4 separate regions of the Mus musculus genome follow, and regions 2, 3 and 4 are each linked to region 1. The links are chromatin contacts, called in public Hi-C, HiChIP or PLAC-seq and capture Hi-C maps. All regions are on one chromosome and are shown on one strand. The core of a region is the stretch at or near the end of the contact, and the rest is flanking DNA. Distances in the headings are between cores, read along the strand shown.

What was found. Hi-C and Micro-C count contacts between places; a contact is called where the count stands out from the background. HiChIP or PLAC-seq counts read pairs in DNA pulled down with a chosen protein or histone mark. Capture Hi-C pulls out chosen DNA fragments and counts their contacts.
Region 2: a contact with region 1 is called in a capture Hi-C map of bone marrow-derived macrophages, with 10 times the contacts expected there. The contact joins two enhancer-like sites. A contact is called at or near these places in 6 of 484 Hi-C or Micro-C datasets (Sertoli cells, bone marrow-derived dendritic cells, bone marrow-derived macrophages and 3 more), 6 of 115 datasets of contacts at active chromatin or transcription factors (T-cell acute lymphoblastic leukemia, bone marrow-derived macrophages, embryonic basal ganglia and 2 more) and 2 of 9 other capture datasets (bone marrow-derived macrophages and embryonic stem cells).
Region 3: a contact with region 1 is called in a Hi-C map of microglia, with 4 times the contacts expected there. The contact joins two enhancer-like sites. A contact is called at or near these places in 5 of 484 Hi-C or Micro-C datasets (Sertoli cells, bone marrow-derived macrophages, hemogenic endothelial cells and 2 more) and 1 of 9 other capture datasets (embryonic stem cells).
Region 4: a contact with region 1 is called in an H3K27ac HiChIP or PLAC-seq map of bone marrow-derived dendritic cells, with 6 times the contacts expected there. The contact joins two enhancer-like sites. A contact is called at or near these places in 1 of 15 datasets of contacts at CTCF or cohesin (large pre-B cells), 7 of 484 Hi-C or Micro-C datasets (ECoMG-derived neutrophils, bone marrow-derived dendritic cells, bone marrow-derived macrophages and 3 more), 7 of 115 datasets of contacts at active chromatin or transcription factors (acute myeloid leukemia, bone marrow-derived dendritic cells, bone marrow-derived macrophages and 4 more) and 1 of 9 other capture datasets (embryonic stem cells).

What each region holds. Positions count from the first base shown.
Region 1 is chr14:62,242,953-62,250,767 of GRCm38.p6, forward strand. No RefSeq gene overlaps it. Among named protein-coding and RNA genes, the nearest start is that of Dleu7, 46 kb to the right of the region's middle. Within about 2 kb of position 2,644, at least 35 of the 459 cell types and tissues checked have an H3K27ac peak or open chromatin away from gene starts, as enhancers often do. A contact at or near this core is called in acute myeloid leukemia, bone marrow-derived dendritic cells, bone marrow-derived macrophages and 1 more, where this site is marked.
Region 2 is chr14:61,733,611-61,741,425 of GRCm38.p6, forward strand. No RefSeq gene overlaps it. Among named protein-coding and RNA genes, the nearest start is that of Gm46480, 31 kb to the left of the region's middle. Within about 2 kb of position 3,666, at least 137 of the 459 cell types and tissues checked have an H3K27ac peak or open chromatin away from gene starts, as enhancers often do. A contact at or near this core is called in bone marrow-derived macrophages, where this site is marked.
Region 3 is chr14:61,800,883-61,808,697 of GRCm38.p6, forward strand. No RefSeq gene overlaps it. Among named protein-coding and RNA genes, the nearest start is that of Gm35247, 13 kb to the right of the region's middle. Within about 2 kb of position 3,154, at least 13 of the 459 cell types and tissues checked have an H3K27ac peak or open chromatin away from gene starts, as enhancers often do. A contact at or near this core is called in bone marrow-derived macrophages and microglia, where this site is marked.
Region 4 is chr14:61,858,433-61,866,247 of GRCm38.p6, forward strand. No RefSeq gene overlaps it. Among named protein-coding and RNA genes, the nearest start is that of Gm41171, 16 kb to the left of the region's middle. Within about 2 kb of position 3,064, at least 83 of the 459 cell types and tissues checked have an H3K27ac peak or open chromatin away from gene starts, as enhancers often do. A contact at or near this core is called in acute myeloid leukemia, bone marrow-derived dendritic cells, bone marrow-derived macrophages and 1 more, where this site is marked.

The DNA of each region.
Region 1 (7,815 bases), core at 1,394-3,893:
TGCTCCTCATAGCTTGCACAGTCTTCTTTCTTATCTACCCCAAGACCACCTGTCCAGGGATGGCCCTGCCCACATCAATCATCAATTAAGAAAATGCCCCTACAGACTTACTCATAGGCCATTTCAATGGAGGTAACTTCTCAATTGAGAGTTCCTCTTCTCAAATGACCAGAGCTTATATGTTGGCACAAAACTAACCCGCACAGACCCCCTCAGAGAAGAGTTTGGAAGTCAAGAAAGGTATAGGCTTTTTAAAAAATAGGGAAAGAATGTTCTGTAAATATAATTTTTATAGTATCCAACAGATTACAAATTCCTGGGTTTATCTATATTAATGAGGAAAAAATAGCTGTAAAATTTCTAGGGCTAAAGCACTCAAACTAAGTCATGACTCCTCTAAGTCTGGGTATAGTAGTCAACATTAAGCAACGCGGTGATCCAAAAAAATTTCTCAAGGAGGTTCTTGGGTGACCTTTGCTCCCTGATGTCACTGCAAGATCCGAGTGTCAGTTTTTGCTTTCATTCCAAGTTTTAGATCCTTTTCTGCCAGTGTCTTAGCTATCTTAAGGATTGAATGGAGTGTTAGTGTGAACTGCTAAAAGACTAGTTGCTATTGGCTCAGAAAATGACATTAAAGTACTTCTGATTTTTTTTCCAGGATATTCAGGCCACTTAATAACTCTGCTGGAGTGGTTGAGCAAAGATATCAGAAACCTGTTATCTGCAACCCTAGTACTTGTGGGCCTATTACTGGGAGGGTTGCCAATCTCATCCACGAGACAGATTCTACCCAGGGATATATGATGTCTAGACTCTGCCTGTTCTCAATATGCCATTCTGCCCCTCCTCCCCAGTGCTTTCTTTTGTCCTCCCACCTCCACGCATATCAGACCACCCACACAAGGGATATCTCTCTGCTTAGAGCCATTGTTCACTCCTCCTTGGAAACCTAATTTCACCTTCCTGCTCCATTGTTATAGTTGGGATGTCCAGTGCCTCTCAAAGACCCATGTCTTTAGAGCATGGTGCTGGTGGGAGGGGAAGGTATACTAGAAGCTCTAGGAGATGCAGCTAGTTCAAGATCATGTACTTAAGGAAGATTGTAGAGCCCTGGTACTTGCTATCTTCTGTTCTCCTTTGCTTTTCCCTATAGTCCTGCTGTGATTTCTTGACTCTCTACAGGCCTAAATCCATGGTCATGGTGTCTTTTCACAGCAATAGAATATTGGCTAAGACATAGAACCTGGACAGGTGCCACGGTCCTCAACCCTGTCTGAGAATGTGGGCAGAAATATATTGTATGCAGTGATTCTAAAACTCCAAGCTGGCCTATGAAATATTCCCTCCCTCCCTTCCTCCCTCCTTCTCTCCTTCCCTCTCCCCCTCCTTATATGTGTATGTCTGAGTGTCAGTGTGTCTGTGTGGCTGCGGCTGTGTGTATGTCTGTGTGTGTCTCTATGTGTATGTGTGTTTAAGAGAGGTTGGGGATGGAGAGATCATTAAATAAATAAAATCAAGGCTGAGGAAGACCAGGGTGAAGACAAGGAAAGCTCTTCTAGTATTGACTAGAAGGAATCTCAGTATTATGTGGATGCTCTAAAGAGACTCCATTTATTACCTCCAATCTCTCCCAAAGCCAGAGCCTCACACTGTGTACACGTAGCATGCTCTTCTATTTCCTGAAATTAAAGTGACATTCCAGCACTTTCCAAGAGGCAAGAGGTGAAATTGTGATTGGGGAAGATGAAAGTGTCATCAAAGGGCGGATCCTGGGTTTCCGGTGTGGCAGTGAAGATGATAAAGGATGCTAGCTGAAGACTCTACTGAGGACCCCTACTTGCTCCCATTTTGGTTTTTTTTGGGGGGGGGAGGCTTACTGAGAGTGGAAGTGGGAGCAGGTTCTCCTGGGCACATTTCCCCTGGCATGTGGGGCAGTCACCCTAACATCAGGGTCATCTTTTCAACTCTCAGCCAAGTGCAGGTTTCAGAGCTGCCGGGAAGGCTGCAGTGACACGAACCTCGGTTTTCCTTTCTATATCTGTAAATAAACTGCTTCCGTTTCAGAGAACATATATCTGGAGCCTGCTTCCCAACACACAGAGCCCCATCACAGCACGACAGTGGCATCTGATAGCTTGTCTGTTGTTCACATGAAATGCTGCCTACGAAGTGTCTGGTGTCCTCCACCATAATGTGGAGTGTGTGGGGTGTGCATGAGCACCCAGGTTCTCAGGTTGGAACTGAGCAGATACACAAACAAGCATCTACTACTTACTCTTGAAAGTGCACAATTATAGTGCTTTTGGACCGGGCTGAATAACAAACAGACTAAACAAGACAGACTACACATATGAACTCCTGGACTATGAGCACCAAAATGAACCTCTGAATGATTTTATCCTAATTCCACACGGCAGCTAACCAACCCCAGAGAAGTAAACTGCCCACTGTGAGTGTTTTAAAATATAGTTAAAGGGCACATAAGGAAATGGAAACATCTCAGCACAGAATAGCAAGTATTTCCGCAAATCTTGGTGTCCCAAAGATGTCTACTTTATATCCCTGTTTATGTATCTGTCAGCATTAATATTGCTTTTGTTTCAAAACCAAAAGAGACAAGATCTGAAGGGGGAAGTTGGAGCTGCGTGGGAGAGAAGTTTGTTTTTCCCCTTCCAACCTTCTTAGAGTCTGTCTGCGACACAGTGTATGTAGACTTTGAGGTGTCATCTTACACCCACAGGGATCTCATGTGAAACTCAAGGATGTTCCCAGATTCCCAGGCCCCCTGATGTTTTTTCTTGTAATCTTTGAAGACTGGCCATGGAGTCTGACTATCATCCATGTTCAAGGACAGCCCTGAGAAACCTTTGTCCCCTCTCACACACTAACAAAAGAGGAAGCACGCTGGGGACATTCAAAACTACAGGGAGTGCAGACAGCCAAGCTCTGGCGGGGGAGGCTCAGGGAGGAGGTGGAGTCTCACTGGGTGTGAGAGGAAAAGGACTCTGTCCACTACTCAGCCCAACCTTTTCTACCCTCATCAACCAGCTTTACAGATGCCCCAGGAAAGCCAAAGATGCTCTACAGGTTTCCCACCTTCCTGAGGAAGGTAGAACAGCCATAGGACGCTGTTGTACTCATCTGAAAAACAGTGTCTCCCCATCAAGGTACGAGGGGGGAAAAAGAAAAAAGAATAGTTAGAAAGGTATTCATCGACGTGAGTAAATGTACTTGAGCTATGTCCCCAGGAAAGCAAAAAGGCAAGGAAGGGACAGGGCTACTATGATCCCACCTGAATGAGATGACTCAGGACAGTGGAAGATGGAGTTGGGGCCGGGTGAGGACACAGAGGAAGAAGGCAGTTTATCCTGGTGCTGGGACTTCAGTGCTCAAGTTTACATGGCATGGACTCCAATGACCCCCCACCCCCACCCCGATGCAGACACCTGACTGGAGAAGAGGTTCCAGTGAGAGGAAGAAGCAAGCTTGACCTTGAACTTGGGCTGCCACCATGTTTGCTCTCAGCCAATCATGTATCTTACAAGGAAAGGGAAGGGCTGCATGGACCCCACCCCTGTTCTCTCAGCCAGTCCACCTATGCTTCTCGGAAGACAGCGGTAGAGATAATACGGCAGAGACAAACCAAGATTTCACACGAAAAGAGCGTACACGCCACCGTAGGAGCATGACAAGGCCTGGCTTTGGTTAATATGAAACCGCCCTTCAGAGTGTTGAAACATTAAGACAGCCCATCTTGGAGTTCTAGCTGACAACGGTGTTACAAGTATGTTGTGTTCCTATTAGCTTATCAATAAGCAGTTAGTGCTCCTTAAGTATCTCTCTAGTTGTCTGGAGTCTTAACTCACACTGAGATTGCTTTTAAAGCTCTCTGCAGAACTGAGGTTCAGTACAAAGACTGGAAATGGAAGGGTAGTATGATTACTGTCAGTCACAGCTACTTACTCATTTAACAAACACTGGAGCTAAAATATAGCTGTGGGTTGGCAAGATGGCTCAGCATATAACTACTTGCTACCAAGCCTGAGGACCTGAGTTCTATCCCCAGAAATCACATGGTGGAAGGAGAGAACTAATTCCTATGTGTTGTCCTCTGGCCTCCACACACATAAGCCATAACACACATACTTACATGTAAACATACTTAATAGATAAATGAATTAATTAGTAATAATAAAATATGGGCCAGAGCTAGTTCAGTGGCATGCGTAACCCAGCAGTTTAAAGCACCCCATGCTGAGTCTAACATAGCGAATGCATAGTATTACATAGCTAATGATGACACCATTGGCTGCTATTCACCAGCAGCCACACTCCCTTCTTCTCCATAGGCTAGTTACCAATTCCAGGTTATCTACTCCAGTGGGTGTGGCCTATGATGGCCCTTCCATTTGGCTTGGGACTTCGTTCTGAACAATGGAGTGTGACAGGAAGTGAGGAATGCTGGGACACTCCCAGGCCCATGCTAAACTCCAAAGAGGTCTTATACCCAGCTCTTCTGGTGACATTGAGTTAGATCCGGGGAAAGTCAGGAAGCCCCGGTGGCAGGAAAACAGGTTTGGGAGAGGGAAACAGATTTGCATTATCTGTGTATGAGCAATATACAGAACCCTTTAATGTCGCGCTTTTAACAAAAAGTAGTGAACACACCGCAACACAGCAAACAAAACGTGCTGCAGACAAGGCGCGGGAACGTAAATCGGTCAAAGGTTTAGAAATAGACTTGGTACGGGACAGACTTGAGGGTCTGAAAGCTCTGAGTACGGGCACACCGGATAAAGCTGGTTGTTCCAGGAATGAGTTGGGAGAGCAGAGCTAGATCTTAAATTCAACCAGTGGAAGTCGCTGACATGGGAAAAAGGGGCTCTGAGGGGCGTGGCCTCTGCCTGGAGGCTTCTGTTCAGGCTCCAGCCTGAGCCAGGGTGGGTAGCACAGCTGCTGGGAGGGGTCACATCACAGCCCAAGCAAGCCTACAACACTATCCTATCCTTTCTCTTGGAGCCTGCTGTGGGATCCAAGGAGCCCAGGTAAAACGCTAATGTCTCAGCATGTGCTTTCAAACAAATCAAAGTTGGTTTTGAACTGGGAATGAAAGATAGGAAAAGAGGAAATGGCAATTTCTTGTCATATTTGAAGATGGACTTTCTGTGTTTTGTTAAAACTTGAGTTCAACAGCTATGGCACTCCCTCGGGACTGGAAAGATAGAAAAAGACAAGTTATTATTTATTATTATTATTATTATTATTATTATTATTATTATTAATTATTAATTATTTTAACTCAGTAAAAGAGAAACACTAGAGTCCCTTCGTTTGGAACATGGCATTTCCAGATTGTTAGTCATTCTCTCCAGTACTGAGCTTGCTTCTGTGCCACCTCAGGGGACGACAAAGCATGTGGCCCCACTGCCTCTAAGCGACCCCACCACAATGGACCTCACTCCACATGTTCATTAAATGTCTACTGACCCACCCCCTGCATTAGAATTTGTGCTCAGGGAGACCATGCTAAAGAGAGTTCATGGTCTAGCCACTGACAACAGGGCAAAATTCCAAGAGGCTTTGTAACAGGCAACCACACCAAATGGCCTTGTCAAGGGTCATTTGGAAGGTGACAGACATCAGTCTGCCCAGTTGTGAAACCTTTTACTGATGTTAATAGAAGCATAATGAAAGGGGTGACGGAAACAGTCTATTCCACGCGGAATAACTCTGCACTCACAGTTCCTTCGAAAAAACAGTAGCATGTGCAACACAATATGTATAACTCTCGGGTTACACAGCATCACAAACGTCACTGAAGTTTTCTCCATTTAAAGCTAAACGTGGAGTGCTGAGGGCAGCTTTCTCAAGATCATATTATGCGTTGGCGGTGGGGCCTGCCGCAGGGCCTCGTGGGTGGCAGCCAGGAGCAGGCTGTCCGTACCACCTCACCTTCCAGCCATGCAAGGACTTCCGGGTATGCCAGTTTAGTTGGTCTTGCCCCACCCAGAGGCCGCAGCCAAAGCCAGGCAGTCTTGTTTCTCTGGAGTCCCTGGTCCAAGGTCCTGCTGGTGCTGCCCTGCCTTCCTCACCCTCTAAAGAGAGGCATTGAGTCCTCCCCTCTCTCTCCAGCTGGAGGGCTGAAGTTACAAAGATGTTTTCCCCGCTCTCCATTCCCACTACTCCTCTGGCTTCCCGTTTTGAAGCTCAAAGGCAGAAGCTGCTCAGGTTTACGTCCACCAGTGGTTTTGTTATTTGCATGCCACTTGTCTAGTTTGTTCTCTGTCTTAGCTCCTCCCCAGTAGATTGGACAGGTTAGTGGCTATTTTGCAAGGGAAATTTTATTAACTGTAGTGATTTCTGTGTCTGCAGTCATACTAGCCATTCCCATCCCTAATTACGCCTGCACAGATCGAACTAAGTACAGAGACTTGAAGAGGTTAGGATCTTGTCTAAAAGAGACTCTGTAACCCAGATGTGATTACACAACTGCAGTCCTTGTGACAGGCAGAGCAAAGGGTCACACCAAGTTCAAGGCCAGCCTGGCCTACCTAATACATTCCTGGCCAACTAGGGCTATATAACAAGAGTCTACTAAGAAAAATAATCAATTGATGATTGATTGATTGTTGATTGCTTGGTTGATTGATTAATGATTGGTCAGTTGATTGATTGGAAATGAACTCTAAAATGACTGCTACATATAGTCTTCTTTTGGTACTAGTGTAAAGGGAATTAAAATATTTTCTATGGACACTTTTGACTTGGGGACAATAGTTGAATAATGTTATCCTCAGAAGTTATGGCAACAAGCTTTCTCCTCTTTGCTGGACTTGGAGACTTTTACTACATGATAGCTGTCTGCTGGGCTATCTTCGTTCTCTCTAAGGCAATGGATGGTGTTACAGATGGCCCACTCCTGTGTGGCTGAAACACTGTGTTTCCACTGTTGGATTGTTCGTGTGTGTGTGTGTGTGTGTGTGTGTGTGTGTGCAGCTTATCAACATGTCAAGAGCTCTGAGAGTCAGTAAGAGTAGTTTGGGTGTCTGTTGTTTTGTCTTTGGGGGTTGTTTTAGGTTTAGTTTAGGTTTTTGGTTTTTTCCTGAAGGAGACAGAATGACAGGGGGACAATGAAGGCTCCAGACACAAGGTGTCATTTGGGCCAGGTTTGAAGAATAAATCATGTTTCACCAAGTGGGGAGGATGTCTACCTGGGGTTGACACATTGTGGGGAGTGCACGGGGGAAGTGTGGTGTATGGAAAGTAGAAAGCGTAACAGCACAGGACAGAAGCTAGTGGCATGAAAAGGACAGAGAGGTGGCATCTGGTAGTCACAGCAGGTGGCACTCAGACCCAAGAGCACCATGAAGAGTGCTTAGCCTGTATGACTGCGTGTAAAAAGAAGTTTAAAAACCTTCAAAAGTGTTCAAGGGAAAACTTGAAACCAAGAAAGCACTCCTCTTGCTGTTGGAAAGTTTCCTTGCTTTCAAAAGAGATTAGGAAAAAATGAGGAAAAACAAACAAACAAACAAACAAACCAACCAACCAAAGAGATTAGACACTCTGGACTATGGGTCCCTTCCCATTACGTGTAATTTTAATGTACTAATTGCAACCTACTCTTCTTAAACTGTCCTTGGGTGAAGAAAGGGCATTGAGCATGAAGAACATAGCCACTAGCAGAATCTTTCAAGCAGGGCAAACACACTGTGCATCTCCTGCAAACGAAGCGCTTCAGCAGTGGACAGTAAAGCAGCCAGGCTGAATAAACCACCCAGAGCCTTAAGCGTTTAGTTTGGAAAACACTCCACTCGG
Region 2 (7,815 bases), core at 2,416-4,915, 510 kb before region 1:
ATCCCATAGTCTAGTGATGCAAAATGTAGTTGACCTGGCATACACACACACACACACACACACACACACACACACACACACTGAAAGTGGAATGGAGACTAGTTGAGAAGAGGAAGGGGACTAGATAAAGTAGATAGGACTAGTTGAGAAGACAAAGGAAACTAGTTAGAGTAGGTGGGAGACAGGAGAGGGTAAAGGGGGTGAACATGATAGAAAAGTACTATCTATATGTTTGAAAATGTTATGATGAAGCCTAGTATTATCTATAATGAATATAAACTAATAAGAACATAAAAATTAAACCTGCAAAGTGAACTATTAGTGTCTATGAATAGTGTCAAAATATTTGTTAGAATTTAATTTCCACATATTTGTTTGGTTATTGATTGTATGATAGACATGACCATGCTTTCAGAACTTAGCAGAAGGCAAAGCATGAGAAAGTTACAGTACATTATAAAGTAATAATATTTATAATAAATAAATGGGATGTTCTTTTTTTCAAAGAATTATATAAATCTCTAGATCTCCTTTGTCTTGTGTCATAACCCCAGAGTATATGCCACCCACTGCCATCAAGAAGTGGCATGGTGGTCCTCTCATAGTTCTATAAAAGGTGCTACCTCCCATGCCTCGAAGGTGCTGACATTTAAATAAACTCTCAACAGGTCACCGGGTTTCACAAGGACCACTTAGGCAGGGGTTTGTGCTTTTGTGACAGGACACAAGGATCCAGCGAGTTTTTCTTACTATCAGTTCCATCTAACCTGCCTCGTCTCAGAGGAACACTGGATCGGACTCATCTCAATAAAATGCTTTTTTTCTTCCTTTAGTTCCTTGGGTGGTCTGGAACTTACTATGCAGACCAGGCTGGTCTGGAACTCAGAGAATCACTTGCCTCTGTCACACTAGTGCTGGGGTTAAAATTGTTCTGTTTCAGTGTCTCGCGTCAGTCGAGACTACGACTAAGCAAAAGCTGTCAACATCCGTCTGGCCTAGCTGGTAAGATTACACGGCTCTTAGTGAAAGACCCACAACGTGAGGACTCCCCCATGTTCTGACTCAGGAGAGGCGACACCCCAAAATCATCCACAAGAAACGATCTTGCTGCAAACTGCAAGAGGATTTTTTATTCAAGAGCGCTCTCGGGCCCATGGTCATACACCACGCAGGGGTAGAGGACCATGGCGCCCCGAGTAGCTGGATAAGGGGGTATTTAAAGGAAGAAACCACAACTCAAGGAAGTGGGGAGGGCGTTGTGTGTGTGTGTGGGATACCAAAGATACCAGTTAAGAGTCACAAGGAAGTGCAAAGTCACATTATTCAGGTTATCTTTTAAGACAGTTTCTAAGAGCCCCTAACAATAGCACCTTTGCAAAGCGGGTTCCAGCAATGGTCAGGGTGGGTCAGGGTGACTTTCTTTGAATGAATACTCCTTGAACCCAGGAAGTGGGTGGGTGGAGGAATGTCGCTATCTGTTTTATGATTAGCATACCTTGGAGCACTGAGTTTACTACTCTTTCATTAGCACAGGAAAATAGTGTTGGGGTGTGCAGAACATCCTGCGTATGGGACTCCTTCTTGTGGGGTTGGCTTATGAAAGGTGTAGCTCCTACAATCTCTAGTCCAATAGACCAGGAGGCAAAACCTGCTACAATGGTCTTTATTCTGTGATAAACTTTCTCTTTGCTCAGTGGCTAGTCCAAAAGAAAGGTGTCAGATGACTTGAGGTCTGAGATAGCTAGCCTTGTCTAGAAGTTTTATCCACAGCAATATAAACAAAACAAGACATACCTAATACACAATAACAAAACCCTAAAACAAAAGACTGGCTTTCCTTAGATTCTGTGGCCATTCCTGCTGCTGCTGTCCCCTGTGACTTGGAAGCAGATTTCCTATTCCATTGTTCTTCTATTCTCCCTCTTCTTGGTGGCTACCTGTTGCAGTGCGGCTTAACTGCTCTACACCGTGCCCGAGACTCTTTCCCTGAGCCTAACCATCCGGCTTCTCACCATTCAGCTCATTCTCCTTTCTAGCTTACACCAGCCATTTGGGCTGATGAAATCTTTAGCTTTTCCCAGCCAGACTCTGTGCAGCTAGCTAAAATGACCTTGAACCTATCATCCTGCTTCTACTTCCTGAAAGTGGGGATTGCAGGCCCGAGCTAACTTGGCTTGGCTTCTGTGGTGTTGGGGATGGAAGGCAAGGCTTTGTGCGTGCCAGGGAAGCTCTTTACTACCTGAGATCCATCCAATCCTGCTTCTCTGATCCAATTTTAAAACCTGTCACTTCACCACTGCTAACTCTGGAGGCAGCACATTCCTTTTATGGTGATTTAGAAAACTAGATGTAATTGCTTCATAATGATTTTCTTCCTAGACTTCCTGTTCAGCTCAAAATTTTGTTATCCTCAGGTGTTCACAGCAAGTTGCTAAGGAAAACGCAAAATCTGCCACTAACACAAATAGCCTCTCACAGGAATTTTGGAGTTGATTTTGTTTTAGATAATCTGTCATTAATTGTGTCTCCCCCTCACCACTCCCTCCCACTCTCCCCCCCCCCCATTTCAAGGGTAAACAAGAATTCACTGAGAAATCAGGTGATTAAACTCCAGGTGGGCACTCCTCACAGCTGGGGTGAGTAGCTATTATAATAAGTCACAGAGCTTCAAATGAAAAGCCCTTAAAAACTCTTTAAATAATAAAGCATTTAAGAGTTTGTTGGAATTAAGAAAAAAAAATACATGAAAATACTTCATCAGAAGGAATGAAAAGTTGTTGCCCTCACTGCCTTTCAACATACAGTCAACGATGAGCCCACCACGCTCCAACAGAGAGTACGCTCCAACAGAGAGTACCAAACTCTCGGTCACACAGACAACCGTGCTTTAAAAATCCCTGAACGAAACAAAGGGGCCTGGACATAGGAAAGTGACTTGTTGCAGAGCTGCAGAGCCGGGTGGGGACTGTACAGGAAGGAAGGCGGTAAGGGGGAGGGAGGGTTGAGAGTCATCAAAATGTGTTGTATGTGGGTATGGAACTGTTGAAAAGCAAATTTAGCCAATAAAAAACAAGAGTACACACAAAAATAAAAAGTATTTTCATCATCATGAGAAAAAGTGCAAAGAATTAATTATCCTTGTAAAATTGGAAAATGTTTCATTCGCTAACAATAAAAAATGGCTTTTGCTGGCATTGTTTTTGTTTTAGGAGTAAAAAAAATAATGTAATCCTTATAGAGTCTTACAGGCAAGTAAACTTGTGAGACTTAATTGGACACGAAGTAAATGTGAAAGCTAAATGTGGTTTGGACAGTGCTACACACGCACAACTCTCCTGGTGTAATTTGCATGAAAAGGAAATCAAAGAGCGAGAACTCTCAGGCTGATCGGCTGTGAAGGACTTAATTCAAAACAGTTTTCTGCTTGAAAAAAAGTGATTTATTTTAAATGTACTTTTGAAAAACAAAAGCCTTACTGGTAACCACCATTTTAGGTGTATTATCTCAATGTGGGATTTCAGTAAAAGGTCAAATCTTATAGAAGTATTTTTGGTCTGACTCAGTCCTGATCACAGATAAATTTTATCAAGAAAATGAAACGAGTTGAGCATTTTAAAACCCGGAGAGAGAGCTTGTTTAAAGAGGCAGCACTTCCCCCTCCCTGCCCCCGCCACAATAAAGACTCTAAGGAGAGAACTTTGGTTGAGAAAAATCTAAAATGAACACATTTAGATGCTCCTGTGCAAGTTTTCTGCACACAGGTTAGAATGGTAGTCGGGCTGCTTTGGAGCAAACAAGGCACAGTTGCTGTTTTGTTTTGTTTCAGTTCAATAGGCAAATTGAACTTCCTGCTTTATAACTGCCCTTGATTAAAGTGCTCTATTTTATCCCAGAAGTGCAAGTGGGGAGCTTTAACTTCAGTTTAAACCTTGTTTAACAGTCCCCAGCCCACTTCCCGAGGAACTCCCTGTGGACCATTCTCATTTTTTTTTTTCCAGGATCTAGTATGACTTCTGTATTTGTCATTGGCTAGGGAGCATTCCCAAGCCTGGCCTTGCTGGCAGCTCCCTGGGCTGATGTCCTGACTCACTGTGGGAGAAGACTCTGTCATCCTTGCCAAAAAGGAAGCCCTGACCTGACCAGCCCCTTACTCATTAACCTCAGCTAGTCCAGAGGTTGGAATGAGGGAGCGAAGGAAGCTACCGTAGATCTGTGGATTAAACTGTGCACCAAGGAAAGAGCAAGCAAGCCTCAAGTCCTTGAAAAGGCCCGCTTGCAGGGAGTTGGCGGTGGGGTCGGGGTGGGGTAGTGCAAAGCAGCCTAACTCAGAAGCTCACCAGCCTACAGTAGGGTCAAGCCTTGGTTCACACAGGAACTTCAAGTTCAGGCTATGGTGGCTTGGTGTTGCTGCTTGTTATTGCCCCACTGATTGGGAGCTGCTGTGGCAGATACGGCCTCACTTCCAGATAGAGGCTAGACTTCATATGGCTAGGCTAGGAAAGGACTCAGATTTAACAATCAAAATATTGAATGCACGCCACATTCTCCCCAATCTACTGTTGAAAAATCGCAAGCCAAACCACTGTTTAATGTGTCCAGCAGTGAGAGCCTGTGTGGGTCAAGCTTCCTGGTCTCCAACTCATTTCCTATTCCTATAGAAGCTGTACAGTCCGCTGGAGGTGCAGAGGTAGTACAACCTCCAGGCTTGAGACCTGTTTGTACGCTCAGCAAGAATCTGCCTGAGAGAAGAGAGTTGACTCCAGGCAATTTTCATTTTTCTACCTTCCCTCTGACAAAACCCCATCTTGACTCCTGCGCCTTTAACAGCTCTTTGCTGTGTAAACTCTGGTGAGCACTACTGACCTGAACAGGGCTAGATTCTGCTGCTAGCTTGTGTCTGCTTTTCCTTACAGAGAACACTCAGATTTGGTTCATATATTGGCAGCAACATGTCCAGCCTGGACAGTGACAGTATTCTAGGCCAACTGGGATCTGTCACCGAAGATAAGGATAGTGAGTTTGAAGCTAGGTATGGGTGGTGCTTTGAATATGCTTGGCCCGGGGAGTGGCACTATTTGGAGGTGTGGCCTTGTTGGAGTGGGTGTGGCCTTGTTGGGAGAATTGTGTCACTGTGAGTGTGGACTTTTATTTTTTCTTTTTTTGGTTTTTTGAGACAGGGTTTCTCTGTGTAGCCCTGGCTGTCCTGACAGGGTTTCTCTGTGTAGCCCTGGCTGTCCTGGAACTCACTCTGTAGAACAGGCTGGCCTTGAAATCAGAAATCCGCCTACCTCTGCCTCTCAAGTGCTGGGATTAAAGGCGTGTGCCACCACTGCCCGGTGAGTGTGGACTTTAAGACCCTTGTCTTAGCTGCCTGGAAGCCTGTTTGACTGTGGAACAAGATGTAGCACTCTCAGCTCCTCTAGCCCCACATTTGCTTGGATGCTGCCATGCTCCAGCCTTGATGATAATGGACTGAACTTCTGAAACTGTAGGCCAGCCCCAATTAAATGTTGTCCTTTTAAGAGTTGCCTTGGTCATGGTATCTGTTCACAACAGTACATCCCTAACTAAGACAGCATGACTGAGAAACCCAGTTCTGATCAGTGAGACCTGAGCAGAAGTCTGCTGGGAAGAAGGGGGTGGGGAGGAACAGGAGAAGGCAGATTTGCAAGAAAGCTTTTGTGCTCCTGATGGCAGATGAAAGGGTGCCCAAAACACTGTGCTCTTGACCCTTCATCTTTGCTTGATTACAAATGTAACCTAGAGCTGGGTCAGCCGCTTGTGACCATGAAGTTATAAGCCCAATTGCTTACTCTGTGAAGGTAATAACCCTTTACCTGCATGAGCCACCACCAGTGGAGGATTCTATCATTTGACTCAAGATTCTTAATGGATGTGTGTGAAGAAAATGCTTTTAAAGTTTTTTTTTTTAACCTATTTTATATTTATCCTGAATCTTTAAGGTAGGAAGTGGTGGTAAAGATTATAGTCTGCATGGGTTAAACACATTGGTGATTAACTCTGAGTCACCAAGAACACATCAGTGTAGCATTAAGGAAGAAATGACTCCAGTGTGTCTCCCTGGAGTCATTTAACCAAGAATGAGTCCAGATTTGAATTATCTACTTTATGTTTGCTGTGTCTTCGCTCCACTGTCTGTTGTACAGTCTGAATCTGTACTTGCCTGGATCTTGTGAATCTGTCCCTGTGTCTGTGTTAATGTCTGTCTATGTGTAACTGTATGTGTGTGTGTCTGTCTGTCTGTCCCTCACAAAGGGATTTGCTTTGTATTTGTTGGACAGCACAGAGAACATCACATGGGGGAAGGGCTGAGGAATACTTCATAGAAATCTTTAACAGAGTTTATAAAGGACTGAGTCAGGGACTCCAACTGGCCCCAACTGACCAAGATAACAAACAGTATTACAAACACCATTGTTTACCAACCAATATAAATATATACGTTATGTTCAACATTTGTGGTGGAGCTTCACTTTAGAAGATTGTTTTCAACATCTGTGTTTGCTGCTTTCAGCAAATGCTACCCGTGACTGTTCTGGGTCAGGGACATGAAAGAGCACCTAACTTTAGATTGCAGCTATGCATTAGCTTAGGTTGTAAAACTTGATTGCATGGTAAATCCAAGGCAAATGAGTTTGGTGGTTATATTGTGCTCTTAAAGGCAAGTTAAGCAGGCCGAGTGCACAGTAGGATATCAATCTTAAGTCTTAAGTGACTTCAAGGCGTATCATTAATTCTGGCTGTTTGGTCCAGTAGAATTTCTAGTCTCTTACAATGAAAGAGATATTTTCAGAATATTGCATAATCATAGTAACTGATACTTGATCATTAAACATATTTTCAATACATGGCTAAGATGGCAACTTGGGGGAATGAATGGGTTCATAGGCAGTGGCATCGTCTAAATGACTCACACAGCTTGCTAGAGCTCATTGTTAATTGGGCAGATTTGTAGGTCAGTTGCTAAACTCAGCACTTCATCATTGCGGATGCAGTTACAGAAGCCTACGTCATGCAGAAGGTAACGCTACCCACCTATCTGGCTGCAGTTTACCATCAGTATGCAACTGGAGAGTGTGCCCTAAGAAGGGAGACTGTAAGTGCTGTGGACGCCATGGGATGAACTGGAAAAGCACTGCCACTTTGTATTGGGTTTTCTACTCTTCATATATCAGCACTCTGGCTGAATTAAAGAAAGAAGCTTGAATTCTTTTAGGTGATTGTCTTAGTCAGGGTTTCTATTCCTGCACAAACATCATGACCAAGAAGCAGTTGGGGAGGAAAGGGTTTATTCAGCTTACACTGAATATTACACTTCCATACTGCTGTTCATCACTAAGGAAGTCAGGACTGGCACTCAAGCAGGTCAGGAAGCAGGAGCTGATGCAGAGGCCAAGGAGGGATGTTCCTTACTGGCTTGCCTCCCCTGGCTTGCTCAGCCTGCTCTCTTATAGAACCAAGACTACCAGCCCAAAGATGGCACCAACCACAAGGGGACCTCCCCCCTTGATCACTAATTGAGAAAATGCCTTACAGTTGTATCTCATGGAGGCATTTCCCCAACTGGAGCTCCTTTCTCTGTGATAACTCCAGCCTATGTCAAGTTGACACAAAACTAGCCAGTACAGTGATTGAAGTGAAAAGATAGCAAAATGAAATGGACTTTTACTCTGTAAAAGCATACCGCTGATGACATACTGCTGCACACACACACACACAGTGTCAACTAGTTTGTGGTGGTTTGAATGAGAATGGCTCCCACATTTGCTTATATTTGCATATATTTGCATGCTC
Region 3 (7,815 bases), core at 1,904-4,403, 440 kb before region 1:
TATATCTGGTGTTATATAAGTTTACATAATGATATTTTATATATATCACACACATTTATATGTTTCTTTTTTCCCCCTACAACTTCCTTTTCTAATTCAAAGCTCTACTTGAGATGTGAGCGTAGCTTTTTAAGTTAAGGAGTTTTTAACAAGTGATGAAACTCTGTGCTGGAGTGAGGCAGAGTTTGTCTCTTTTAGACTGCAAAATCAGAACTAGGACGTTCAGAGAGAATCAGGAAGTAGTGGTGTACAAAAGACAAACCTCTGTTCCCTTAAACTAACACCTGGGTCATGGATCAGCACCAGTCCCCAGGCAGTCCAAGGACTAAGAAGTGACCATCTCCTGACGTCTATGATCACCTGTTGGTTTTGAGATTAGGCAAGGCTTTGCTGCAATAACAAAGAAGACCGATTTTCAGTGGTTCATTTCCTGTTTTGGATGCTGGGATTGGCCCCCTAAATACTGTGTTGCTGCTTTGTCTGCAGTGTCTATGTCGAGCTCTGTCTGTAGGGGCCTCTGGAAGGACTCTGGAAAACTGTTTCCTACCCCTGTGGGCATTAGCCCAGTAGCTTTCTTTATTGTGTGGGAAGCAGTCCCTGGACTGCTGCCCCAACTGAATCCAGACTGTGGTTTTGCAGCACTTGTAGGGTCTGTCTCCACATCGTTACAGAGATACCCCACTCTGCAAGGCTTTCAGCGCAGGGAGCCCTTCCTTCAAGCTGGGAGATACCAGGATCAATTATGAATGTTATTTCTTTAGCAGTCTGAACTTCAGCCTTTAAAAGACTCTCTGAGTCTTCATTTGCTCAGTAAAGACCTTTCTCCTTGATGCCTGTGAGGTGCCCCTTTACCCTACTTTCATAAGCTCAGTCTTGTGCCTTAATGATCTTTCTTCAGATAGTTGGTAAGGTATCTGTCTCCTGCTGGTGGGCTCAAACTGGAATTCATCACTCTTGTCAGAACTTTACAACTTCGTAGAGGAGGTGGGTGTGGCTGGTGGTGTCTTAACGCAAGTACACTTTCCCTGCGTGATCATTAAAATCATAATTCTGAGCACAAAGGAAAGACTGTGTGTTCTCTTGCTACCATAGGAGATATCATTCCTGGGCACTAGGTCTTGGGCTGTATAAGGAAATTAGGGAAGTAGAAGCTTGTGACTGAGCCAGCAAGCAGCTCTCCTTCATGATTCCTTCCTGAATTCCTGCCCTGACTTAACTCAGTGATCGACTGCAACCTGGAAGTGTAAGCCAAATAAACCCTTCCTTCCCCAAATTGTTTCTGGCCAGTGTTTTACCACAGCAACAGAATGAAACTAGGAGCTATCAGACTTTGAAAACATACTCTATTCTCAAAAGTGCTATGGTAAGGCATCATAAACCAAGGTACATATTGCAGGCAACTTCTGAATTACATTTTTGAAGAGACATACTGTTTTTCTTTGAGGAGTGTTAGGGTTTTATTGTTATTAGGATGCACTGTGACCAAGGCAATTCTTACTAAGGAAAACATTTAATTGGGGATGCCTTACAGTTTCAGAGGTCTAGTTCATTATCATCATGGCAGGAAGAATGGCAACATCCAGGCAGATATGTTGATGGAGAAGGAGCTGAGAGTTCTACATCCTGATCAACAGGCAGCAGAAGGAAAGACTATGAGTGACACTGGGCATAGCTTGAGTATAGGAGATCTTAAAGCTCCCACTCCCCGCATGACACATTTTTACTTTCTCTAACAAGGCCATATCTACTCAACAAGGCTATACTCCCTATGAGCCTATGGGAGCCATACATATTCAAACTACTACAAGGGCATATGATATTATGTAGCATAAAAAATAATTCCAAGTGCAGTGGTGTGAATCAGTGAATCCCAGGGAAGTGGTGTGAATCAGTATTCCCAGGGAAGTGGTGTGAATCAGTGAATCCCAGGGAAGTGGTGTGAATCAGTATTCCCAGGGAAGCTTGAGAGGGTGAAACAGAAAGATGACTTGAGCCCAGGGGTTTAAGGCAAGCCTTGGAAATATAGTGACCCTTTATCTAGAAGAGGAGAAAGAGGAAGAAGAGGAGGAGGAGGACATTGTAGGAGGATGAGAGGAAGGATGGGGTGGAAGAAGAGGAAAGAAGGGAGAAGGAGAGGAAAGGGAGAGAAAGGGAGGAAAAGGTGAAGGAAGAGAAGGAAGAGGAGGAGGAGGAGGAGAAGGAAGAAGAGGGAGGAAGAGGAAGAGGAAGAAGAAGAAGAGCCAGCAACAGCAGCATCAAACAATTTGATACCTGGAGCACTCTGTATAAAATCAGCTCCATCATTTGCAGCCTACTGAAATCTTGGTTCTTCCTATGATATGAGGCTGAAAGGAAACATTTGGGAGGCTCCTATTTAATGTTTTCACATGTCCATCAAAGAAACTATGAGCATTTCCAAGATATTTATCTGCTTTGTTACATTTCACAGCCTGTGAACCCCATCAGGGGCTGCTGTGGAATGGTACTTATACGTTCATAAAAAATGCCAGCACACACATAGGCTGACACACAAGCTAACCCAAGAGTCAAGATGTCAGTGTCAGATGCATCTTAGACATGCCTCCCCCAAGTTCAGAGTGAAGGTGATCTGCAGGCAGGCAGACTTTCCCTGAATGCCTCTTCTGTCTCTGATTTGGAATTACTTATTCCCATCCCAGGTTAGCAGCATTATCCATGTACTGGAGACAGAACTTTGGTAAATTTCCAAAGCCCAAGGCTACAGCCATCAGTGCCAAATTACTATGCCATGAAAGGTAGTTACTGTGTGTGTGGGGTGCAAGCTTTTGCCTGCCTGCTATCTCTGTGGATGCCACGCCTCCCCAGTCTTTCATGGGGCTGACTGCAGCATTCTAGAGTCAAGGCTGCATGTGGCCCAAGCCTGGACCATCAAGGAGCCCCATGTGCCTGACTGTAGTGACACTTGGGGAGAGGACATGTGACTCAGACAGTTTGTCCAAGCCTGCCCTGGGCTGGAACTGTTTGGGATAAGGCTTGATCTTTCTGCTGGGTTCCTTTGCTATAAAGACAGTGTGATTGTAAAGTTTCCAGTGGCCAGCTTCATTCTTGGGTGAGAGAGAGTCTAAGTGTTGGAGTCAGCACAGTGAAAGCAGAACCAAGGGACAGGAAAAGAGGCAGAGCCTCCAGGACTGTCTTAAACCAGGGATGCTTTCAGTGCAGTTTCCTTCCTAGTGAGAAGGCTGCACTCTGCACCTGCAGTTGAATGTTGCTTACGAAATCGGATATTATATTTCTTTCTTCCACCTGCAGGCTGTGTACATTGGCCGAAATTCAGATAGCAATCAAGTTATCTAATGAGCTGGTTCATTTTCAGGATCTCCACTTCATGTAGTGTAGAGATGGTGAGTCAAAAATGAACTGACACCCCAGCTGTGGATTGTCTGCTTTGACCAAGTCTCCCTGTCCTGGGGCTTAGACTGCTGGAGATGATGATGAGAGCAGTCCACAGAGTCACTGGTCAGCTCTTTACCCAAGACCTTTGAGATGCTTGTGTTTGGTTGAAGCAAGAAAAATTAATTTACTGTCATTGCTTGTAACCCCTTAATTAATTGGACAGGATATAGAATTTCCTTAGACTTCGCCTAATTCTGTAGACTGATCTAGTGTATGCTTTCCAGCAAAAACTGGAGAAAAATTCAGGTAAGTTTTTTCCTTTGTGTTCTGGGATTACACATATAACTTATTTATGCAATATTGATAGTGTGCTGGAGTTTTAATATGGTAACTCTTTTGTGTATTATGTGTTGCACCATGTGTTTGTGTGTGGGTGTTTCAGTCTTTGTGTGCATGTGCATGGTACACGGGCAGGTGGAGACCAGAGATAGGTGTAGGGTGTCTTTCTCAGTTACTTTCCACATGTGTGTGTGTGTGTGTGTGTGTGTGTGTGTGTGTGTGTGCATGTGTGTGTGTATCTAGATATCAACATATGTGTCTTCCTCTGCTTCTTTCTGGCTTACTTTTTGAGAGAGGGTCTTTCATTGAACCTGGAGTTTTTCACTTGTGCCAGACTAGCTGACCATCAGACCCATATACCCACTGTGCTGGGACTACAGATGTGTGGCGGTGTGACACAGATTCATACTTTGGTCTTCATATTTATGTAGCAAGCACCTTACCCCCCCACACACACACCCAGAGAGAGAGAGAGAGAGAAAGAGAGAGAGGACTCAGATCCCATATTTCTTTAGTTTTGAAACAAGGAGCTTACCCAGTTTCAGTAGACTGGCTGCTTATAGGCTCTGGGGATTGCCCTGTCTTCAACCCCATAGCCTTTGAGTTATAGATGTGCACTGCTGTGCCTAGTCTTTATGTGTATGCTATGGGTCTGAACTCTCACTCTCATAACTGCAAGGCTTTATTGCCCTGGAATACTGTATTGACTGAACCGTCTCCATAGCCTCTAGTGTGGTAATACTTAAAACATTTAAACGAAACATTAACAATGAAGATGCAAACAGAGCATATACTACATTGTTGGTGCGAGTTGCTAGGGTGCTGGAAGCGTACGCATATCAACAGATCAAACACACTTTAGCTATTCACTGACCTGTCAGATTCTCCTCTAATTCCATACAATATGCAGGACCGCTCCTCCTGTCTACTGTAAGTTTCTTCTCTCGAGTCTCATCCTGTCATTTAAAAATGGCTTTATTGAGATAGAAGTCACACACCACAGAATGCACCCATTACTGTATATAACTTAACAGTCTGTGCCTGCTGTGTCATATTGAGAGTGAACTCTGTTCTGGTTATTTCCCTCATTGCATCTGTTGAATTACAAACAGATCACTTGTGAACTGGCTTTATTTCATGAGGAAAAAAATGATGTGCTATAAAAAGCAAGAAACCCAAACCAAAAGAAACACAAAGTCATGGTGAGTTTTGTTGTTTTCTTCTTTTTCAAGTGCAGTAGTATGGGCAAGTGAGTCATGTCACTGTGAAGTTAGGCTGAAAGGAAACTCCGAAAGGGCACAAACTTGATGTACCTTCACAACAAACATTTTGTGGATGAAAATAAATGCAATAAAACAAAAGGAAACAAAGGCAAGGAAGGCTGTGGAGTGATGGACAGCTGCTCCAAAGGAGTGGAGCCAGGGATGGAAGACTGGAGTGATGGACAGCTGCTCCAAAGTAGTGGAGCCTGGGATGGAAAGCTGTGGAGTGATGGACAGCTGCTCCAAAGGGGCGGAACCAGGGATGGAAGGCTGTGGAGTGATGGACAGCTGCTTCAAAGGGGCGGAGCCAGGGATGGAGTGGAGAAAACACTGTTCCACTGAAGATAACAGTCAAGCTCTTGGTTTTTTGGGATGCCACAGCGTTGAAATAAAGTAACATGTAGATGACAGAGAGATGGAGGCCAAACATACTTTCGTTTTATACACTGTATTCTGATGATTTCTCCTCCTCCAACTTCTCCTAGATGGCCCTGCCCACCTTATCTGTCTCTCTCTCTCTTTAAAAACAAGAAAGCAAGCAAGCAAGCAAGCAAGCAAGCAAGCAAGCAAGCAAGCAAGCAAGCAAGCAAGCAAGCAAGCAAGCAAGCAAGAAAGCAAGCAAATCTTTAAGAAGTTTCTCTCTTTCTTTTTCTCCTCATTCTCTTTCTCTCTCTGTCTATCTTACACACACACACACACACACACACACACACACACACACACACACACACACACACAATCAGAAACCATTTTATATTAGCAAAAGACTAATAAGACAAACAGAACATAAGATGAAAAAGTCTACAAAAATACATTGAGTTCATTTTGTGTTGACTATCTACTGCTGGGCATGCAGCCTACCCTAATGTGCGATTAATATGCCCAGTGAGACTCTATTGGAGAAAATTAATTTTTTCCTTTGCAAGTGAACGTCAGTTGCAGATAGTTCCTTGGTCCCCCATTTAGCACTGGGACCCCATCTGGCTTATACCTGTGCAGGCTGCCACAGTCTGAGTTCACATGTGAGTTCATCATTCCTAAAGGAAGCTGGGCTGGCTAGTCCTAGGTCAACTTGACACAGCTAGAGTCATCTGAAAAGAGAATTGAGAAAATAGTCTGAGAAGATGGGGCTGTAAACAGACATTTTCTTAGTGATTAATGGAAGAGGACCCAGCTCCCATGTGGGAGGGGCACATGAGGGGTCAGGGCCATGATGTTCTGACCTTCAACTGTGGTGGGCTGGACTCCACTCTGCTGGCCAGGCCCCACCCTGGGTGTTCGGTGACTCCTATGACCAATGCCTGGAGTGGGTCAACCTTCCCAAGTCCTGTCGTTAATAAGCTATCTCCTTCACATGCATGGCCCATCTACACTCCACCTGAACCAAGAGTTACAACTACAAAGAGGATGAGAGGAGACAAGCATAGGTTTCAAGGATGGTACCTTTCCAATCTGTGGTTCAGTGTTTCAGGGTGCACCTGACATCTGCTTAGCTTCTCTTCCCTATTTCCTTGTCAGATGCACCCAGACCCTTGCCTCTGCTGCTCCTTCTAGACACATACTTTGGATTAGAAAGATTCGTGAAAGGAGGAAGCAGAAAGATGGAAAGATTCCCTTTAATTTGTCTTCCAGATTTAGAAGTGGGCTTCTGAAATAGTTCTTAAAGAGCTCCCCTCCCCGGACAGACATAAGCCACTGTCCCTCAGGGAATGAGTGTCTTGCATGACATTCTATCCACTCAAGCCAGAGGGACTGGTTACAAGATGACCTGACTTCCTTCCCAACATGCTCTCCCCCCCCCCTCCCCATGTTACAATGGCCTGCTTTACACATGGAGAAGTATCGTCTATCACACTACACCCCCGTCATCATTTATTTCATGACTTTTATAATGCATGGCTTTACATTGATTTTTTTTTCAAGTCAGGGTTTCTCTGTGTAGCCCTGGCTGTCCTGAAACTCACCAGGCTGGCCTCGAACTTAGAAATCCACCTGCCTCTGCCTCCCAAGTGCTGGGGTTAAAGGCGTGCACCACCACGCCCGGCTTAAAATGAATTTTGTGGTGGATTGGATGAGAAGTCCCGTATTGTCACAGGTATTTGAATACTTAGTCCTCAGCTGGTGGCACTGTTCAGGCAGGTTTAGGAGGTGTGGTCTTGCTGGAGGAGGTGTGTCACTGGGGGGTGGGCTTTGAGCTTTTAAAAACCCTGCACCATTTCAGTCTGCTCTTTGCTTCCTGCTTGTGTTTCAAGATGTAAGTCCTCAGCTTCCAGATCCAGTTGCCACACCTGCCATGGTGACAGACTTCTGTTCTTCTGGACTGTAAACCCAATAAGCCCTTCATTCTATACATTGCCTTGGCCATGGTGTTTTATCTCAGTAACACAAGTTGTAATATAAGAGACAAAGTGGGGTGAAGATGCCAGGAAAGACTTGTATGTAAGAGGCTGCGGCAAGTTGGACTGCATCTGTGTACGACGGTGTCTTAGTCTCTGAGGCAAGTGAAAGTGTGGGAGTATCTTTCTGTGTGTGTCAAAAACTAGTGGGAAGCAGGCAGAAGTAGAAAATACACCAGTCTCACTTTACTTAACAAGAGCATTACCGGGAAGTTGTTGAAATGTCAAAACAAATCCCGTGTTGTGCTGGATATAGAAACATGCTCTGCAAACTTCATCTGAGATGTCACAGTTAATTTCCCGACAGCTCTGCAGTCCTAGCGGCCTGCCGGGGTACCGGGGGCACCTGGCAGGGAAGTCCTCGCATCTGAGGAAGGCTGTGAATGGAAGGAAGTGTTCTGGCTGAAGTCCCTCCCTTTTAAATCTGCAGTGGGTGGAACTCTCTC
Region 4 (7,815 bases), core at 1,814-4,313, 380 kb before region 1:
CCTTACAGATTTGGGGACTACTGATAAAGGTCCTGCTCATGCTTTTATTGGAAAAGCTGCATGCATGTGGTCTCTCAGGAAGGTGTTGCTTCATCATGAAGTGTGGTTTTATAACCTAGCTCAACAGTATTGCAAAGTCCTTGTATCAATTAATTAACTAATTAATTAATTTAGGCATAGGTCCATTTGCTTATACACAGTCATCCCTAAGTCTGGGTGTTTACTTTCCATCACCATTTTACTACTGGTCATTGGCTGGACTTGTTTGATAAGCGATCCCTTTATTCTGACCTGCAGACCATGCTGTCTCCAGGTGACCTGGGAACACAGCTTCTGAGTTTTCTCTCACCTGTTCTGAGACGGTTTCTCTTGTGAGGGTGTCTTCATTGACCCCCGATGCCCTCAGGCAGAGGAAAGGGAGCCTCTTGAGATATTCAGAGTGGTTTTTCATTTCCACTATGTTCTGGCTAAGGTGATGCTACACAGTTCATCTAGCTTGCCTGAGCCTGACTTCTGATAGGGATTGCAAAGAATTGCCTTTGCTGCTTCTCCCTGGGGATGGGAAGAGGATGCGAGTGGGAAGAGGTTGGTAGAAGCAAGCAGGTATGCTGGAATCTCTTCCAAAGAAAAGTCAACGGTCTAAACTCAAAGCTCTACTGGAAGAGCTATGGAAAACATTGGCTTTACACTTCATTCTGGCTCCCATAGGACACTTGGGAAGCAAAGGCGAGTGGATCTCTGGGAGTTCAAGGACAACCTGGTCTACTTAGTGAGTTCCACACTAGCCAGAGATGCCATCATTCCACTCCACATGTGAGAGACTATTGAAACTTCATCAAAGCCATGACATTGCTTAGCTACTGAGCCAGACTGGAAACCAGAATTGTTAATGGGAAAGTCAGCCCCTATTCTAATTGCAACACAGGTTTTTGTTTTTGTTTTTTTTTGTTTGTTTGTTTGTTTTTTGTTTTTGTAGTGAATATTTTGTGATGTTATTTGGTGTTTTGCAAATTAAAAACCCAATGCCTTTCATAAGAACTTAGATAGTTCATGTCCTTTGAATGTAAATTCTGAACAGTACCAATAAATGCCACATTCTGGAAGCCCAGGGGAAAAATAGTTATTATTTAATACTTTAAAAAATGCGTATTCATTTCCCTTTGTGATAGAAAGTATTCTCAACATAAGATCTTTATAAGCAAGCAAAGGATTTTACTACTAGTAAAACCTTCACCAGTCATTCTTCAGTTACAAAAGCAGGGACAGTAAAATGGCAATGTTTTTCTTTATAGTCTTCTTGACTTAGTTGTGTGCTTGCCATGAGTGAGATGCTGGACTGAGAAACACAAGCCAGACTCCCAAAGTATTCTCCTGTCCTGTTTCCACTAAGGGGTTCAGTCCATAGCAGTGAACCGGACGAAGCCCAGGTAAAACTGAAGTGGGGCAGACTGACCAATAAACCAAAAAATGGCTTCTCTCTCCCTCTCCCTCCACCCCTTTTTCTCTCACTGTGTGTGTGTGTGTGTGTGTGTGTGTGTGTGTGTGTGTGTGTGTGTGTGTGTGTGTGTGTAGAGAGAGAGAGAGAGAGAGAGAGAGAGAGAGAGAGAGAAAGAGAATGAGAATGAATCAGTGCAGGATCTGCTGGTGTGTTAGAAGCCTAGCAGTTCTGAACTTCTCCCAACCCATCACTCGCCTGCTAGGATTTCATTCTGGCTAGCCTCTCAGTGAATTCAGGCACCTCCTGGCCTCATCTAGCCAATTGTTAATTTATGCTTAAGTCTGTGACTTTATTTAGCTATGGTTTTGAGGATGTCAGCATTGATAAGATTTACTTCTGAGGCTAGCTGTGGAAGATTGTGCGATGGACTGAGAGAGCCAACAGCTTTAGTGGCAAACATTGCGTTTTCTGAGACCCTCATGACCTTAATTTATTTTTCTCTATAATTCATTTAAAAAAATGGTTGGTTGCCCTGTGTTTACTCTTCAGATCCTACTTCCTCCTTTGTCCTATGGGGTTAGCTGGATATAGTGGCTGGATATAGTGAGTGGAAATCTAGTATTCAGGAGACAGAAGCAGAGAAGTCTCAGTGCTTTAGGCCAGTTTGGGCTACATGGTGAGACCCTCTCTCAAGAAAGGAAGGAAGGAAGGAAGGAAGGAAGGAAGGAAGGAAGGAAGGAAAGAAGGAAAGAAGGAAAGAAGGAAAGAAGGAAAGAAGGAAAGAAGGAAAGAAGGAAAGAAGGAAAGAAGGAAAGAAGGAAAGAAGGAAAGAAGGAAAGAAGGAAAGAAGGAAAGAAGGAAAGAAGGAAAGAAGGAAGGAAGGGTATTTAGTTTTCGATTTTGATGTCTGAGAGGACAAAGCTTGAAGTCTGCTCTGATGGGACCTTCTGACCCCACTGCTTCACTGTGGATGATGTCATGGAAGGACCATAGAAGAAAAGCCACAACTATATGACAAAACAGGAAGTCAGAGTGAGCGGCAGATGAATCTCATAATTTATAACCTTTGATAAGAACTTGCCAGGGTGCCCTAGGAACAGCTACCTTGTGCCTAAGTATGCTCCGAAAGATCTAACGATCTCCTTTGAGGTCCCATCTCTTAAAGGTCTCATTACTCTTTAACATGGCAGTGCTGAGGACTAAGGTTTACCATGAACCCTTGGAAGATGCAATGAAGCCATGTCCAACCTAGTGTTTCTTCTCGCCTGTCACAATCCACTCCCTTCTCATAAAGGGATGCCCTCATGCCATCTCAAATAATTGAGTTTGTTCCAAAAACCAAAGAAAGGGATGGAATATGTTATCTTAGTTTGGACAATTCATTAAGAAGGCCATGAGCTTATTAGTAATGCTTGAGAAGTGTGGGATATCTACATGTGAGCTAGACAGGAACAGATGTGGAAGAGAGCTAGATGGAGAATCTGTTCATCCCACCTTTGGCCTAGTATTGATAGATTGACTTAGAATCCACAGAGAGGAGGCAGCATACACACAGCTTAGAGGGAAGTGAGGAGCCCAATCTCTTTCCCTCAGGTCTGTACAGCTACTTCCCCTGTGAAGGCCTCACTTCCTTCTCCGTCAAAAGATCTTCTAGAATCGATGATCTCTCAAGACTCTTACAGCTGCCACAGCTCTGTGTTCTAGTTTTAAGCAATGGCTTGGTGCTTTGAAATTTCGAAACAGTTTGAGAAATCTTGTGAAAATAGGAACTTGCTCTTTTCTAGGACCCGCACTTCCTGCTTTTATAACAATTGAGCTGATGGTAGCTAGAAAGGCCATCACGGTTAGCTCCCGCCTGCTGCACTGTGAAGGCTTCAGAGGAGGATCCTGCTGCACCAGGTGTTTGTTCAAGGCTCCTTGGCAGCAGGGCACAGAGTCTGCTTAAGTCTTGCCTCAGTCACCAGCATCGCCATCCGCCACTGTTTCCTGAGCCCAAAGACACTTCAAGAGCCCAAGTGCAGGCATGCTAAAAGTGATGGCCAAATGCCTCATGACTCAATACTTGAAACCTTGCTTCAAATTCACAAGCAGCTAAGGTGGTTTGGTGCTGCTGGCCCAGCTGTGTAGCTTCAATCTACTGAAATCATTGCATTTCAGCCATCTATAGAGGCAGAAAAAAATGAAGGAGGCAAGACAGAGAGATCTATACCCCCAGCTCATTCTTATCTTGGAGCATTAAAGATTGGGTCTGTATTGTACTGACCCTTTGTAACTGTATCCAAGGAATCCATGAGCAGCTTAACCCTGTCAAGGAACGGGAGCTTGAAAATGACCCCTTCAGGCAAGACTAGAATCCGACTCCTCAAACAAGCCATTAACTTTGTCTTGATTACACAGAGCATCTCAGGCTCAGAACATCTCCATCTTATCGTGGGCCGCATCATAAATAATGGGGGAAAACTGTCTGCAATGGTTTGCGTTTTCTTAGACTATTTGGAAATTTCCAGCTTTGTGTACAATACTGAAGACTTCTGACCTCGGGCATGGCAGCATGAGGAGATCTATGGTTTGTCCTCTCAGCCTGTGGGCAGTAATCCCTCTGCAGGGGCTATCACTGTCCTGAAATCTCTGAATGTTGGCTAAGTGCATGGGAAACAAATTCATGGCCAGAAAAGGACCTTAATAAAGAGAATGTATTTCTCCAGGGAACACTCTTAACTCTTTTATGTATCTGCCTGTAATCTCACAAATAAATTGATAATTCTATTTTGTCTTTGAACATTTATTATTTCTCTAGGAAATAATATGAGGGAAGGTTTATTGTATAGTCCTTTATACACTTAAACTTCAAGGTACATTTAGAGCAGTGGTTCTCTCAGCTTCCCTAATTCTGAGACCCTTTAATACAGTTCTTCATGTTATGGTGACCTCCAACCATAAAATTATTTTCGTTGCTATTTTATAACTATAATTTTCTACTGTTATGAGTTGTAATGTAAATATCTTTGTTTTCCAATGGTCTTAGGTCACCCCTGTGAAAGGGTCATTTGACGCCCAAAGGGGTCTTGCCCTACAGGTTGAGAACTGCTGGCTTAGAGATAACTGTAGGCCAGTTTTCATAAGCTGCCCAAGCTTCAGAACAAGGCTCTCCCAGTCCTCCATTCCTTCCCTACCTCTAACACTCCTCATTACACCCGAGGTCACTCTGCCCGCTTTTGCATTGTGCTTTAAACTAGACAAAGGCTTAGGTTGCAGCTTTGCGTGCTACACAGAAGGGCTTTGACCTTGGGCTTGGCAAGCATGAGGCGAGGTCTGGTTTGTCTTTGAAGGTAGCGGCAGAGGCCAGAAGAAGGTGTTGTGCCTCCTGGAATTTGAGTTACAGGTGGTTGTGAGCTACCCGAAATGGGTGTTGGGAATTGAACTTGGTTCTTAGAAAGAATGGTATGTGCTCTTAACTGCTCTAGCTCCAAACCAGTACACTTTTATCTGCCTTAACTGTGCACACTTAGTCAGAACTATCCTTTCTGCTCTGTGTGTACCCTGGAAAATTGTATTTACCTTATAAAGATTCAGTCCAAATACTACCCTTCTTCACCCCACAAAGTGTGTGTGTGTGTGTGTGTGTGTGTGTGGTTGGTGGACATTTAGCTCAGGAAACTGCTCACCAGAAGTCTGTGTGAATCGTTGAAAAGTCAGTATGTGCTGACTCATCTCTATTTTGGCCCCATAGCCCTGTGAGAGGCAATGCAATAGATATGATGTCTTTGATAGTCTTTCTTGATAGCCTAGCAGACTGTGAGATAGTGCAATTAGAGGGATTAGTAACCAGTTAAATGGTTGAAGCCAGGAATGACTGATTGATGGAGTCAGGCCTACGGAATTGCTTCCTGTGGAGAACTGCCAGGCATTTGTGCTTGGCTCTGTCTTGGAAAAAAAGAAGTATCAATAATGAGTCACTGAGAGTGAATTTAGGTCATGTGTTGACCCCCTCCCATTTAGTGATTTAAAACACAAACACTGCCTTCTTTTACACCACTTCTTCACCAAGATGCGATGGGCCACAGATGGGGCTCCTTGCTTTGTGATACTGTTGAACTCATGATCCATAACACTGTCGGCTGCCTAGGCAGTAGGAAAAGAAAGTGTGAGGAAGCTCCCTCACAGAGAGGCTCATAGCTCCCTCACAGAGAGGCTCATAGCTCGCTCACAGAGAGGCTCATAGCTTGCTCACAGGGAGGCTCATGACTCGCTCACAGAGAGGTTCGTCTGTACCAGCGCTCCATGTGAGGGCAGAAAGGCCAGCCGGGCACCTACAACCAACCCTGTTTGTGACTTCCTTCACCCTTCTCACAGCTGATAGGGACGGAAAGAAGGGCAATGTTGGGCGATGCTCATTTGGGAGGAGAGAAGATAGCAACTGTTGGGTAACCTATAAGGGTTCTGGACTTTTTCCACGTCTTGTTTGTCTGCGCCTGGATAAGTCTCTTACTTTCTCCAACAGGACTGTCACTGACAGAAAGGACCCGAGGCTGCTAAGAGGTACTGGGCAGCCAGGGCTGGCTGGTGGCTCCAAGGTTTGAGTTAGCTCTCTACACCGGAGCTGTGTAAAATGTTTTTATTGTAAAATCTTAATTGAAGACGGCACTGTTTATCAGTTTTTAAAAACACTGGCTTCTTGTAAAAGCTTAATGTAATTTATCTTGAAGTCTCTGTTGCAGTTTCCTGATGGATCTTTGCTGACCCTCAAAAACAGTATGCCAAACCTCTTACATTACCTCTGTGTTATTTATGTAGTTTAAATACTTTCCTAAAAAAAAAAAAAAAGAACCAACAGGCCTTTGAATTCACTTTGTTATTCCTGTGAGTCTAACTTTGCTTGATTTAGATTTTCTGTTTCTTTTCCTCATCACTATTGGCTAATTTCCCCACTCTGTTACCCCACCCTGCTATCCAGCCTTTCTTCTTTTCCAATTGGGTGGTTAGCCCAAGTTTCTTCTTTGCATCAGTAGGTTTTTCTTTTTCTTTTTTTAAAAAAAATTTTATTAGGTATTTTCCTCATTTACATTTCCAATGCTATCCCAAAAGTCCCCCATACCCTCCCCCCCAACTCCCCTACCCACTCACTCCCCCTTTTTGGCCCTGGCATTCCCCTGTACTGGGGCATATAAAGTTTGCATGTCAAATGGGCCTCTCTTTCCAGTGATGGCCGACTAGGCCATCTTTTGATACACATGCAGCTAGAGTCAAGAGCTCTGGGGTACTGGTTAGTTCATAATGTTGTTCCACCTATTGGGTTGCAGATCCCTTTAGCTCCTTGGGTACTTTCTCTAGCTCCTCCATTGGGGGCCCTGCGATCCATCCAATAGCTGACTGTGAGCATCCAGTGTTTGCTAGGCCCCGGCATAGTCTCACAAGAGACAGCTCTATCTGGGTCCTTTCAGCAAAATCTTGCTGGTGTGTGCAATGGTGTCAGCGTTTGGAGGCTGATTATGGGATGGATCCTTGGGTTTGCTACCCTTTGCCTTAAAAGCAGTCCTTACTTAGGTTTTTGTTTTCACGAGCGTCTTTTATGCCTTTCTTTTTCTTACTTTTGTTTATTTTTGCTAAGTTGTTTTGACCATGGCTCTAATTCATAGAGGTCCTATCCTCATATTTTATCAGCAATATGAAGTGGATGGTATGATTCTGTTGCTGCATTCTTTGAGATGTTTGTGTTTTAGCAGGTAATGGGTCTCTCAGGGCCCATGGTCCATCTTCCTTATCTCTGTGCTCTGGCATAGCTCCTAGTTTATTTCAGTTTTAGCTACTTTTCTTGTTGCTGTGCTCAGATATCCTACAGGAAGAACTTAAGGAAGAAGGCATTGTATTGGCCTTTAATTGGAAAGGGGGAAACAGTTGAGTTCACTGTGGTGAGGATGGTGTGACTGGAGGAGTGTGAGAGGGCTGGTTAGGTTGCATCTGCAGAAAGGAAGCAGAGAGTGGCCTGGAAATGTAGCCAGGCTACGGCGTCTCGAGGCCTGCCTCCAGTGAGCTATTTCTCTGGTAGAGCTCTGCTCTCTCAGTTTTCAAAGGTTCCTAAAAGAGGGCCACCACCTGAGGAGTAAGTGTTCAAACTCTCAGGCCTCTAGGAGACATGTCACATTCAAACCAGTTTCCCTTCACTTATCCATGTGACAGATCCTGTAAGGCCTGCTTTTGAAGACTGGATGGAACATGGATTGACTCATAGGCTCATCTGGGTGAGACACAGGGATGTTACTAGGGCTGGAATAAGGGACTAAAAGAGTGTGTGCACGTGCAAAGTTGGCAACCAAGCAGCAGTGGGAGAAGTCGCTCCCACTGTGGGGCATCACCAGGGCACAGGCACCGACAGCATC